Regions from separate parts of the Mus musculus genome. Here region 2 is linked to region 1. Evidence: chromatin contacts called from public promoter capture Hi-C data. All regions are on one chromosome and are shown on one strand. Each heading gives the region's core, a stretch centred on a gene start, on an enhancer-like site or on the middle of the called end of the contact. The rest is flanking DNA. Distances are from core to core; before and after follow the strand shown.

Region 1 (2,660 bases), core at 71-2,570:
TGCCTGGTCTCCGGGCCACTGGCCCTTCATGTATGTGGCGATGGTCACCGGGCTTACCAACAAGGTGCCCAGAAGGTCAGTGACAGCCAGCCCACATACTAGAGTGTAAAAGGTCGTCTCTTTCTGCTCCTTGCGCGACTTGCACAATACTACGATGGCCACCAGGTTGCCCACCACCCCGAAGATGAACATCACTGCGGGAATGGTCACCGGGCTGTTCAGCCTCTCCGGAGTGGAGGAGAAGGACGCGTTGACTCCGGGGATGGACATGATGGTGGTGGTTAGTAACACACAGCGTTGGAGCTCACGGTTCGATCTAGGAATGGTACCTAGAGAGAAAGAGAAACGAGCCATTTACCACTTGCAAGGTGTTCGACCCATGGCCAAAATGCTGTGTCGCAGAGATAAGGAGAGCACCCAGATCCAACTTCCTCATCGGTAGCTACTCATTAACTGTGACTACTTAAATTCCCAAGGTCTGGATCCGTTCTGTCAAGAGCACCGCTCTGCTGACATTAATATATTTATTTCCCGCCTATCCCCACCCCCACCGCTCCATAATCAGCTCATTCCCTCGCCGAGATGAGCAAGACCCTTCTCAAGGGAAAAGTGACTCCCTAGTGATATTCCCCACAGAATGGATAAAATGCTCATCGAAAGAAGTTATGGACATTTTGGGACACTATGGGACATTCTGTTCTTTGGTTTCCCGGAAGAGCGCCTGAACACGCAAAGACCTCCATCCCGACTTACCTGTAGGGTGGGGTTAGGAGCCCGGTGTGCCCAAGGCTCAGGCCTCAGATGTTCAGGACCTACCTCCAACCTCAGCCATCAGTCTCTTCCCACGCAGTGCGGAACTTGTCAAGCTTTTGCTGTCTCGGAACCGGGGCTCGGTGGCTGCCAACTTTCCGGAACTGAGGTCAGAGTATCTTGCTTTCAAAAAAGCTTGGAAAGCCAGAGAGGCTAGCGGGATGGGTCGGTGAAGACCAGTCTGGGGTTTCTTGTTTGATTTACTAACGCCTCCTCCTTTCAAAGGCGAGTCTCAGCTTTGCAGGGCCCGCGCAGGTCTAGTGCGGGAGGTCAGCGTCCAGGTGTGTCGCCGCCACGCGTGCAGGTGGAACAGAGCGTAGGTCCGGGCTCCCTCCTCCCCAGCAGCGGGCTGAACGGACAGCTACCGGAGAAGGCGGCTGCCGCTGAGGCCGCTCCTTGGGCTCTGGGGGCGGCACGGGGTCCACTGGGCCTGGGGCTCTGACCTGAGGCCGTTCATCTTCCTCTCCCGCTGCCGGGTTTCGAGCTTCGCTCTCGGCGTCTCCAGCCTCTGAACAAACTTTTCTCCTCCCGCAAGTTTCCCCGGAGGGGGCGGAGACAGTCATAGCGCGGCCCGGGCTTCCATTGGCTGATCTGGAAAGGGGGCGGGGCGAGACCTCCTCTAGCACCGCCTAGGAGCCCGGTGATGGAGGGCGGGGCGGAGAGCTGCGGAGGTCTGGAGGGACCTGCGGGGGTGCCACCCGGCTGCGGGTGCAGCTTCAGTGCCTTCCCTCCCTCGAAGGTACCGAAACCCCCCAGATCGAGTCCCCAGGAAACGCCAGCTCGAGCTTCGCCACTCCCAAGCTGGGCATTTAGCGGGAATGATGCTGGGACCTGTGTCTGGTCTACATTGCTCTGCGGGTTAGAGTGGTTAAATTCTCGCATCTTCCACCCACAGATCAAACATGTGGGTCTTGAGATGTCGGGACAATTGCTTTAGGGCTCTACCCGGGAGCCACAGAGCGGAGAGGAAAAGTGGGTGTGTGGTTGTCCGTGGGTGTGTACGCCCGAGAGCTCCGGGTGGGACTTGGCAGAGGCACGGTGAGTAGGTACCAGGCTTGGGCGGGGAGGCGACTAAGAATCCATCCTCTCACCATAAAAGGAGTTACTTGGCAGTGCCCTAGCTGCGCTCAATAGGGCACCAAAGCGGAGGCGGGGAGGAAGGCGAGCAACACGGAACTGCAACTTCTCACTTAGATGGCAGAGTTTAGGGCTTTCTTTGGAGACCTGTGGCCCACAGGCACACCTGAGATTTAGTTGAGGGGGACTGTTTAACTGTAGAGAGAGAGCATTCTTCCTCAGGAAGGCTGAAACAAGTGCTTTCCTGTTCAGTTTCTGCTAGCCATCTTCACCTGCGGGATGAGAGGGGTTTGAAATTCAAGCAAATTAACGAATTTCCAGGCGTTGCCTCTTTGTTAACTCGGAAAAGGTCTATTTGCCTTTCCCTATTCTTTGGTTTATAGTTTGTTCGGCTTCTTCTTTGATGAGGAACAATCATTTCTTAATTATCAACTATTCTCCTAAAAAACAGAATTTAAGATCGGAAAACACCAGGGGGCAATTAAAACCCTGTCACCAGATCCTTTAAAAACTACACAATGAGACTGTAGTATGGTTTTCTGAACAATTCAACTTCTTACAAAAACCTCACTCCATGCTTAGCATCTAACCGGGTAACTAGGTGGCTTGAATCTTGTGTGAAACAAGTAGGTATGCCTCTACTGTTATTTATGGGGGCTGGAGAGATGGCTCGGCAGTTAAGAGCACTGACTGCTCTTCCAGAGGTCCTGAGTTCAATTCTCAGCAACCACATGGTGGCTCACAACCATCTGTAATAAGATCTGATGCCCTCT
Region 2 (2,660 bases), core at 59-2,558, 2.6 Mb after region 1:
GTGTGTGTGTGTGTGTGTGTGTACCTGAAAACTGATTTGCCCTCCCCCATTAAAAATGTCAAGACTGTTTTCTCAAAATGCATGATTTACCTGATTTGAGAATGCTCCCCAGCCAATTCCCCATGCTGGAACAACGGGACTTGTGAGTGACAGAGTACCACCATACCCGAAGTGATTCAATCTCTCTTCCCCCGTCTCTTTGGATGGGACTTTTCGCCAAGTGAACATAGCCTTCTTTATTAGCAAGCTCACCCCAGACTGCAAGGCCTTCTTCCTTTCTAGAGATGTGAGGTCTTAAGAGTCCAAAGGACTCGGTGTTCAGGACTCTTACTACGGTCCTGGGTCCTGGAGTAGCTAGGGGAACCGAAAGATAGCATCTCTGCTGAGAGGGACAGAATTAGGACCAAAACTTCACAAAGCTGCAAAACTAAAATCAAGGGCGTGTTCGGGTATACCACGGAGGGCTTTAAATGTCAAGATAGATCCAGTCGCCGCCTACTAACAGTGGTAAAACATTTATTGGGCACTTTCTGGACTTGTTCGTGAGTTAATGATCCTAAGAAGTGGAACTGGTATTTTAAGCCAAACCGATGCTTCCGAAGTTAAGTGACTTAACTTGGCACTTTTATGCAGGCCAGAGTCTGCAAAGTCACATGAACTTGTTCTGGTGACATTTTTTTCTTTCACTTAGCCAGGATGTTTAAAAGGTAGACAGAGGGAGGGCAAGTGTTTCCACCAAGCCTGAGCCTACACCCTGCCTAGTTAGAAGAAAGGTCCAGCCTGGGACAGATAGGTGAGCTTGATTTTAGTCCCAGAGGTAAAAAGCCTGTTGTTTGCATCAGCGAAAGGATGGCTTCCAGAGCTCACATATGGGAGTTGCTGGGGAGGGGAAGGGTGGTCTCTGTCTGTCGAGGGCCGGGCAAAGGTAGCCAGATGGGGGCTACCCCGTGCGCCCCCGCCCCCCGGGAATATGGGATGTCGCGCGAGCCAGTAGAAGCAACGGGCCCGGAGTTGTGGTATAAATTTATGTCCATAATCTGACCTCTGGAAGTTGGAGGCTGGAGGACCGAAGAGTGGTCAGCAGTGCACCCGTTGGGAATGCGAGCTGCACCTGGGGTGTACCAGGGATGAAGGAAGATGGGCGGGCAGTAAACCAGAACAAGGGCGGGGTGCTTAGGGAAGCACCGATCAAAAGCAGTGCGGGCGGAGAGGCTGTGAGTTGGGAGCAGGTTGGGGGGGGGGGCAGGGAAGTGGTGAAGAGGCTGCCCTGCAGTCAGCACCAGGGTCCTGGGCGTCTGAGCCTAACTTGCCTGGTGCGGTTCTCTTCCCCGCTGCCCGCCCGCGCAGGTGCCGCCGCCGGACGGGACTCTAAGATGAAGTTATGGGATGTCGTGGCTGTCTGCCTGGTGTTGCTCCACACCGCGTCTGCCTTCCCGCTGCCCGCCGGTAAGAGGCTTCTCGAAGCGCCCGCTGAAGACCACTCCCTCGGCCACCGCCGCGTGCCCTTCGCGCTGACCAGTGACTGTAAGAACCGTTCCCTCCCCGGGGGCATCATCCGGCGGACCCCAGGGCACCCTACCGCAGCATGCACGCACGCAGTCACCCGGGCCAGCCGGGAAGGTTGTGCGCCTCTCCACTAAGTGGGAAGGGCTGGGAGGCCCTTAAGGGTACTCAGCTGCATGCCGCTGCCCAAGGGTTTCCAGGCGCCTTGCAAATACAGAGGATGTGGAATAGTGTCCCTTTATCATTCTCATCAACAAATATCCCACTATCGCCACCATCACAACCACAACCAGGGCACACACACATTGCCCCCAACCCCTTACTTCCCTGCCCCTCTAAGAATACACAGCAGGATCTTTCTTTTAAGGCTATTTTACTGTGCCTTGCTAAAACCCTCTTGCATTTTCATCCTGAACTGCACTTGCAAGGAGTTTTGTGAGAAAGGCCAGCCAGAGAGAAAACACAGAAGGACCTCCATTTCCAGAGCTAGCATCTGCCTAGTGTCAATTCTGTTCAGAAGAGTTCTGCTATAGGAAGAGTCCAGGGTGACTAGTGCAAAGTGGACTGAAAGGGAGAAACGTTCAGAATGCACAGTGCTAACTCAAAAACAACAACCACAACAAACGCAGGGTACTCTTAAAACAAGTCTGTGATTTACTGCTCCAAAGCTAATGCCTTCTAGAAGCGAGCAATTACAACCTATCCTCCAGTCCTCAGAAGTCCATACGGGTAAAGTCAGATAGACAGGAAAGGAGTTACAGAGAAAATGAAAGTATCTAGGTTAAAAGGTGGCAACAGAAAAGTTGATACAATCTCAAAATACTCAGCGGCCACCCACCTCACCCCTTAGAACGAGTGGCTTTGAAGGTTTGCATTTGAAGTGCCCTGTGGTTATGACCACCAGGGAAAGCTTGAGTCAGCCCAGGACGTACAGAAACCCTTGGCCCTGGACAAGAAAACAGGCAGAATGTGGCAAGTGTTTCATTTCAACAACAAAAATGGCTTCTTGTATAAGGGTCAAAAAGGGGCGGGGGGGATAGAATTTTATAAGGATTTTGGGAGTGATTTGTGGTTTAAAAGGAACGTAGTTGGTCCCTTGAAATTCAGACCCAGACCTGTCAATTAAACTCATCTTTAAAGAGCCTCACTTCAATCCC

What was found. Promoter capture Hi-C pulls out the DNA fragments that hold promoters and counts their contacts.
Region 2: a contact with region 1 is called in a promoter capture Hi-C map of embryonic stem cells, with 3 times the contacts expected there. The contact joins the promoter of Gdnf here to the promoter of Ptger4 in region 1.

The regions. Positions count from the first base shown.
Region 1 is chr15:5,242,867-5,245,526 of GRCm38.p6, forward strand. Ptger4 (prostaglandin E receptor 4 (subtype EP4)) reads right to left here and starts at 1,321. Exons shown (of 3, transcript NM_008965.2): 1 at 817-1,321; 2 at 1-329. The coding sequence starts at 832.
Region 2 is chr15:7,814,242-7,816,901 of GRCm38.p6, forward strand. It overlaps Gdnf (glial cell line derived neurotrophic factor), which reads left to right and starts at 1,309. Exons shown (of 2, transcript NM_001301357.1): 1 at 1,309-1,524. The coding sequence starts at 1,374.